2 separate regions of the Sus scrofa genome follow, and region 1 is linked to region 2. A link is a contact called in public Hi-C data. All regions are on one chromosome and are shown on one strand. The core of a region is the stretch at or near the end of the contact, and the rest is flanking DNA. Distances in the headings are between cores, read along the strand shown. Region 1 overlaps RAD51B (DNA repair protein RAD51 homolog 2). Region 2 overlaps RAD51B (DNA repair protein RAD51 homolog 2).

Evidence for each region. Hi-C and Micro-C count contacts between places; a contact is called where the count stands out from the background.
Region 1: a contact with region 2 is called in a Hi-C map of liver, with 3 times the contacts expected there. The contact joins two enhancer-like sites. A contact is called at or near these places in 2 of 47 Hi-C or Micro-C datasets (embryonic fibroblasts and liver) and 1 of 2 datasets of contacts at active chromatin or transcription factors (alveolar macrophages).

Annotation. Positions count from the first base shown.
Region 1 is chr7:92,143,444-92,146,897 of Sscrofa11.1, forward strand. All of the region lies in intron 10 of RAD51B (DNA repair protein RAD51 homolog 2), which reads left to right. Among named protein-coding and RNA genes, the nearest start is that of ZFP36L1, 350 kb to the right of the region's middle. Within about 2 kb of position 1,733, at least 2 of the 83 cell types and tissues checked have an H3K27ac peak or open chromatin away from gene starts, as enhancers often do. A contact at or near this core is called in liver, where this site is marked.
Region 2 is chr7:91,994,651-91,998,242 of Sscrofa11.1, forward strand. The region is part of intron 8 of RAD51B (DNA repair protein RAD51 homolog 2); the gene reads left to right. Among named protein-coding and RNA genes, the nearest start is that of RAD51B, 400 kb to the left of the region's middle. Within about 2 kb of position 1,936, at least 3 of the 83 cell types and tissues checked have an H3K27ac peak or open chromatin away from gene starts, as enhancers often do. A contact at or near this core is called in liver, where this site is marked.

The sequences.
Region 1 (3,454 bases), core at 483-2,982, 150 kb after region 2:
CTAAATGAACTGGTGGAACTTTGTGGCTTTGGCTCTTGGCTCACAGGCGTATCCATGCATTAGGGCCATGGCTTGGCAGTAGACAAAGCAGCTATGTGGGTCCTTAGGGAGCGCTCTGGCTCTGTGGCTTTCTTTGATATGCAGTTGAACTTTGGCAAATTTTTCCTCTCAAGTCTCTGTTTATGAGGTTCAGAGGTAGGCAGAGACCTTCATTATGGAGCCCAAAGCCAACAACAAACTAGAACTTCAGGATGTCTTCCCATATTCACACTCTGCTTTCAGGCTCAAAGCTGTCCCACAAGGCTTACAACAAAGGGACAAGTTAGGAGAAGAGGCCACTAAATTCTCTTCCCAGCTTCATACAGCTCTAAACCTGTATGCTTGGCCAGCTCTCTTAAATTTTCCTTCTCTCAAAATGAAAAGATCTATTACTTATCAAAGGACCAGTAAGACCACCAATTTACTGGTTTCCAGTGTAGTCGTGCTAACATTTATCAAGTGCTTAACCATTTACCATGATACATGTAATTATCCATTCAAGCATCACATTTTTGTAAGGTAGGTGCTCTTATCCCCATTTTACAGATGAGGGAACTAAGGCACAAAGAGGTTAAGTCATTGCTAGTTGTTGCTGTCCTTAATTACTATTCAGTAAGTTAAGTTACAACTCTGCAGATATGTCTTAAAATAGACTGAGTTTCCTGAATCCCTTCTTCTGCAGTCTATATCACTAGGTCAGAGAAGATAAAATTATTGGGAATGGTATAGTTAGCATTCTTAATTGCTGACTCCCTTGAAATTGTAAGTAGGCATTGGCTGTTTTCAAGTTATATCATTCTTCTATTGAGAAAGCCAGAAGTAGGGCTTTTCCAAAGTCCTGAGCAGATATATAGAAAGTGATTGCTTTGGTGAACGGGTGGGATTATCCGTTCTGCTGAACTTGTATAGCAAAGGCAAACACATGTGGTGTTGGGCTGAGAAGAGTTTAAGAAATTGGAAGTGGGGATTCTGTTCAACTGCCAAGATCAAGCCAATGGACTCCAGAGGGGCTGAAAAGTGAGGCTGTAGGCTGTGTTTTGCATCCAGGTTATGGCTGTGCACCCTGTTTCCTATTCATTTCTGTAGGAAGAGGCCTTCATGGGGTACCTTTTGGCTCTCTACAGCTGCCCCAAGGAATACTGATGATGACATTAACAGCTGCCCTTTTTGGTAACAGGCGCATGATAAGAGCTATACTAACATTATCCTTACAATATGCTGTGAGGTGAGTTTTTACAGTAACACTATGAAGTGGGTATAATTATTACCCTGATTTTACAGTGGGGGGAATAGGCTTAGAGGTTTAAAAACCTCTCTGAAGCCAAAACAACTAGTAAGTGGTAGAAAAGGAAGTCAAACTCAGGTCTAACTCTAAAGTGACTGAGCCCATTTTTTCTTATAACGGAACACCTCTCTTCAATTTTCAGCCTGTGTCTCACCCAGTGGATAGAGGTCTGACCAACAGAGGGATCATATGTCCTTGCTGTAGAAGTGGTTTGAGCAGCTGATTTAGAGTCAACCCAGGACTCTGCTGGAACAGAGTTGCTAAAGAGGTTAGAATGTAAGCTGGGAGCTCTTGGTTGGCCATCTTTGCCACTGTCCACCAGGACCCACTTGAGAATGACAGTGAAGTCAACCCAGAGATAAACAAAACCAAGAGATTCCATGGGGCAGAGGGGAAGTTCCAAGGTCATCAAATGATGAGACTCTGGATCCAGCTGCGCCTGAGGTCAGTTACCCCTGAACATTCCAGTTATGTGAGCCAATAAACTGCCTTAATGTTTAGTCTCAATTGCGTTTCTGTGACTTGCAACAGAAAGAGGACTGAGTAATTCATGCATCAGGAGTACAGCAGAGTAAATCAGTTGTACATATACATATATCCATTCTTTTTCAGATTCTTTTCCCGTATAGGTTACTATAGACTATATAAATAAATGTAAATAAACTACAAGGATATTTTATATAGCACAAGGAATATAGGCAAATTTTATAATAACTATAAATGGAGTATAGCTTTTAAAAGGTGTGAATCACTATGTTATACCCCTGAAACTTATATAGTGTTGTAAACCAACTATACCTCAATGAAAAAATAATTTAAAAAATACCTGCATCAGATGCTCCTAGTTATGTACCAATGTGAAGCCAGAACATTTTACTAATGAGAACCTTTATTATTAAATTGGTATCTACATCCTCCCACTAGGTAGAGACCAGTTCTGATTATTCAGGCCCCCCCTACCTCGTTCCTGGATGATTCCATTCCTGTGTGTTTCCTCTTCCTCCTTTTATGTTTGTTCTTTCTCTTCCTGGTTCCCTGTGGGCCTCTTCCGTGTTCACCTCCACTACTGAAGAGTGAAAAAAGCATGAAACATACATTCAACAGCTTTTCTGGTTTCTAAGGCTCTTTGAAAATGTTCAGATAAAAAGTTAAAAATAATAACTTCAAAGCAATTAAAAAATCATTTAGGGGTTTTCATTTGCCACAGCTTTTTTTTTGCCACATATTAAGCTTTATGAAGGTCCTTGATGTCATTTCTTCCATGACAAAAATACAGCCTTTTCTGGTTTAGTCTCACTTAATCATTAATGATGGGCTGTAAAATATTCTTTCCAGTTCAAAATGGCATCAAATAAGTAACTCAGATGAAATTAGTAATAATTTTGGAAATGTGGTCATTTAGCAAGCTGGCATTTACTGAACATCTACTGTGTACTGGACTAGGTTTTGGAAAATGCAAAGGCAAATAAAACATAATTTTCAAAACCTAGTTGGACTGGCAAGATGAAACCACGGGTCCTCCTGTAGTGTGATGGGCAGGAGAATAGTAAAAACACTTCAGCACTGGTCCTGTAAAGGAAAGGCCCAGGCAGGACGGATGCCAGACCATGGGGGAAGAGGGTTCTGGAGCACCCCCTCCACTGTGCCAGGCAGTAACTCCTTAGTTACTGGATCTTGTAGGAGGGCCCTGGGGCTGGGGGGAAAAAAATGGAACCCTTAGGGCCTTAGGAAGAGCAGCTATTTGCCAGATGGCATGGCAGTATTTCTGTAGTTTAACAACTGGAATTGCCTGAGTAAAAGCCTGGGAGTTGTTCTATAATCAAAGCCTCTTCAAGTAGAAGAAAGGGAGGGGATGAAGGATAGCTTTACAGAGGAGGTGACTTTGGAGCGGGGCTCTAATGAAATTCATGGAGGGGAGAGAGAACCTGACATCTTTAATCAGCACTGTCAGGTTTGGGAGTCAGGAGTTGGGGGGCGGGGGGAGGGGAATTAAGAGGTGGGACTGGGGCAGTGAGTTGGCTCAGGTTGAGACAGACCTGCCAAAGAGTTTGCAAAGTAGATACTAGAGAGCCAAGAATGGTTTTCAAGAAATTAAAAACGTGCTAGTTCAATGGTGAGGACTTTTGGTTT
Region 2 (3,592 bases), core at 686-3,185:
AGGAGGCTGCTAGCCACAGTCTGGCAGTCTGGCAGTCTGGCAGGATGGGTTTTACCTGGTGACCTGGCCTGGGCCCAAGTTTTGGCCCAGAGCTTATCACACTCGGGTTGACCTGGCCCTGTTTTTGGTTCCAGAGCTCACGGGGACTGGGTTATCAAAGCAAAATGCCAAATTATTAATTTTGCTGTGGGAAAGAAAGCTGGTCTGTGCATGGGAGAGGCACATCTGTTTAGCCAGTACGTTTCCCCTTCAAGGCCAGTTAAATGAGAAATCACTTATCCGAAGGTTACTTTGTAGGGATGGAATTGATCATAAAGGGGTTAAAGGATTCAGATGTTTATGGTAACGGCGTCCATCTCCGCGGTCCAAATCTACCTGTCAGGTGACCTGAGTGCTCACATAAGTCACACCCATCAGGGCCCTTGGAAACCCTAGTTGGGTCTGGAAGCACTACTGCCACCATTTGTCTCTCTTGAGTATCCTTTTTAAAAAATATATGTATTGACGTTTAGTTAATTTACAGTGTCGTGTTAGTTTTAAGTGCACAGCAAAGCGGTACCCTTTATACATCCACCTACCTTTTTGATTTTCTTATCGAAGATGCTGTCTGTGGAAATGAGCACTGATGACTTAGTCACTCTTCCCTTCTTTCCAGTATGGAGACATCTGACTATTTAGTTAAAACTATATTTAACATTCACATTATTGTGCCAATGTAAGTGTTCATGGTGAGCTACTGAAGATTATGTACCATGTTTATGTTTCCTTCTTTCTTCCTCCCTTCCTCTCTCCCTCCCTTGTATGAGATTTTAGGTTTTTTTTTTTTTTTTTTTTTTGTCTTTTTACCATTTCTGGGGCCACTCCCGCGGCATATGGAGGTTCCCAGGCTAGGGGTCCAATTAGAGCTGTAGCTGTTGGTCTACACCAGAGCCACAGCAACGCGGAATCTGAGCTGTGTCTGCGACCTACACCACAGCTCATGGCAACGCCGGATCCTTAACCCGCTGAGCGAGGCCAGGGATCGAACCCGCAACCTCATGATTCCTAGTCGGATTCGTTAACCCCTGCGCCATGATGGGAACTCCCTATGTGATTTTAGTTTTATCTCTGGAAAATATTTCCCCACCCACCATCCCTCTTTAAATCAACAAGGGTACTTGAAACCGTAAGTGCCATGCCTTCACCACACGTAGCAAAATGAACATTTCATTAATATCCCAAAGGATATTACCGTAGCCTCTATTCAGAGTTCCCTGATTGTCTCAAAGATGTTATTTTACCGTTGGTTGGTTTGAATAAGGATCTAAACAAGGTCCACAAATTGTCTTTGGCTATTATATTCCCTTTCTTTTGATCTACAACAGCCACCACTGCCACTCCCCGCCCCCGCTACTTCATTTGTGACATTGCTTCGTTGGAGAAATTGGATGTAGAATGCCACACCTTCTAGTATTGACTGATAGCTCCCTCATGGTATTAACTTGTTCTTCCATACCCCATAAATTAGTGGTTATTTAGATTAGGATTTAGATATTTTTGGACAAAAATACTCTATCAGTGGTGCTGTATACTTCCTATTTTATCAGGTCATAAGGCAATAGTGTCTGCTCGTACCACCTTTAGTGGTGCTTAAATTGATCCGTGGATTCAGATGATGGTAGCCTGATCTTTCCACTGCCAAGTTCCCTATCAGCTTTTGACCTAATAGTTCACCTAATAATCATTCATGGATGATTATTGCCCAAATCCAGGCACAGAGCCTGTCCTTTCGTTGGGAGTGATTGTGCTTTGAGCCAGTAAGTGCTGATTACCTAGCTTAAGCCCAGAAGGTCATCTTATTTTCCTTATTTCCAAGGCAGGGAGACTTCTCTGTGACCCCTATGTGCCACCCAATAACTGGCTAAATTTACATGAAAGCAATATGCTTATCTGCTATATTGATTAATTTTTATTTGAACCTTAGTTGAGCTTTGCTCTTGGCTTAGAAAACATAAACAGAAAAGTGGAAAACTTTGTCAGTCATGTTGAAAAGTAACTGGCAGGAAAAGAGTAGTTTTTTTTTGTTTTGTTTTTGTTTTTTGAAGAAATGGAACAAATCAGAGGACTCTGTTTTGGCTCATAATGCCTCCTTTCTCCAGGGTAGGAAAACTGTGAGATCTAGTGGAGTCTCTTCTGCCTGTGAGGGAATTGAAGGGAAACTACCAGGATGGACTTTGATGACACATCGTCATTTGAGGAATTTTTGGTTGTTGTTTGGTTTTACTTTTTACTCCACTAGTTTGCTAAGAAGTCTTTCATAAAGATTTTTCCTAAACCCTGTTGCGTATGAATTAGGGCTTTTCCTTTTCTCTGTAATGGGGCCAAATACCCTTTGATGTGTTTTAGCAGAATTTAGCTTCTAAATAACAGTTTGAAACTTAGCTCTACAGTTTGAAACACACACACACACACAAATACCTTGGACTGTTTCCACTGACAAACTATATTCTTTTTTATTGTAAAAACCTGTGCTGTAGGAATCAACTTCAGTGGCAGGATGGTACTGTGGAGACACCTTGCATCTTCTGCTTGAGAGGTGGGGTTATGCAGACATGAGATGCAGCATGAAGAGGGGATGTTTCCTCCAGTGTCTCTCAGCTCAGGCTCAAGGGCCTTTTTCTTTTTTTTAATTTTTATTTATTTATTTTTTTGCATTTTAGGGCCACCCTTGTGGCATGTGGAAGTTCCCAGGCTGGGGGTTGAATCAGATCTACAGCTGCCTGTCTACGCCACAGCCACAGCAACAACGCCAGATCCCAGCCGTGTCTGCAACTTCAGCTCATGGCCATGCTGCATCCTTAACCCACTGAGCGAGGCCAGGGATCGAACCCAGGTCCTCACAGATACTAGTCAGATTCATTACCACTGAGCCATGAGGGGAACTCCTCAGGGGCCTTTTCCTGGTTTTTTTTCCCAAAGATCTCCTTTTAAAAGACCAATGAATTCCTGATATAAATGTCTAGTCTGTTACTGTAGAAAGATGCAGATCGGCTAACTTTTGAGTGACTTCCAGTATTCCAGAGTTTAAGGCCCTCCTCTGAAATACTCTACAGACCCAAGTTCTTTCAATATCAGGACCTCTTCTGCCATTTGCCATGACCTTTCGCATACCTTTCAATGACCAAATGGTGCCCTTCATCCCAGGCCCGGATCAAATGGCACTTTCCCTGCGTCCCCCGGTGAGAAGTCTCTCCCCACCTTCTCGACTCCTGTCACTCTTTCTTTTCATCCTTCTTATGAGAAGGATTCCCTGTTTGTTCCCTTTCATTATAGTTTGTTCACATACTCATGTGGCTGCTCCCTTTTAACCGGAAGATATCAGTCTTATGTTTATTTTGATCATGGTTAGTATTTAATAACTATTTTATTAACATTTTAAATCATAAGTTAAAAAATTACTTGAGTCATCTTATTTGCCAGATCGTCAGCTTACATTTCAGCTATGCCTCAGATCTCTACAGGGGGAATCTCTCTGTCAGATCTAGAGCCAGATTTTCGATTTTAGAAGCAGGAGGAAAGAATGTGCAGAGGAATTAACCTGAACTCGGAGATT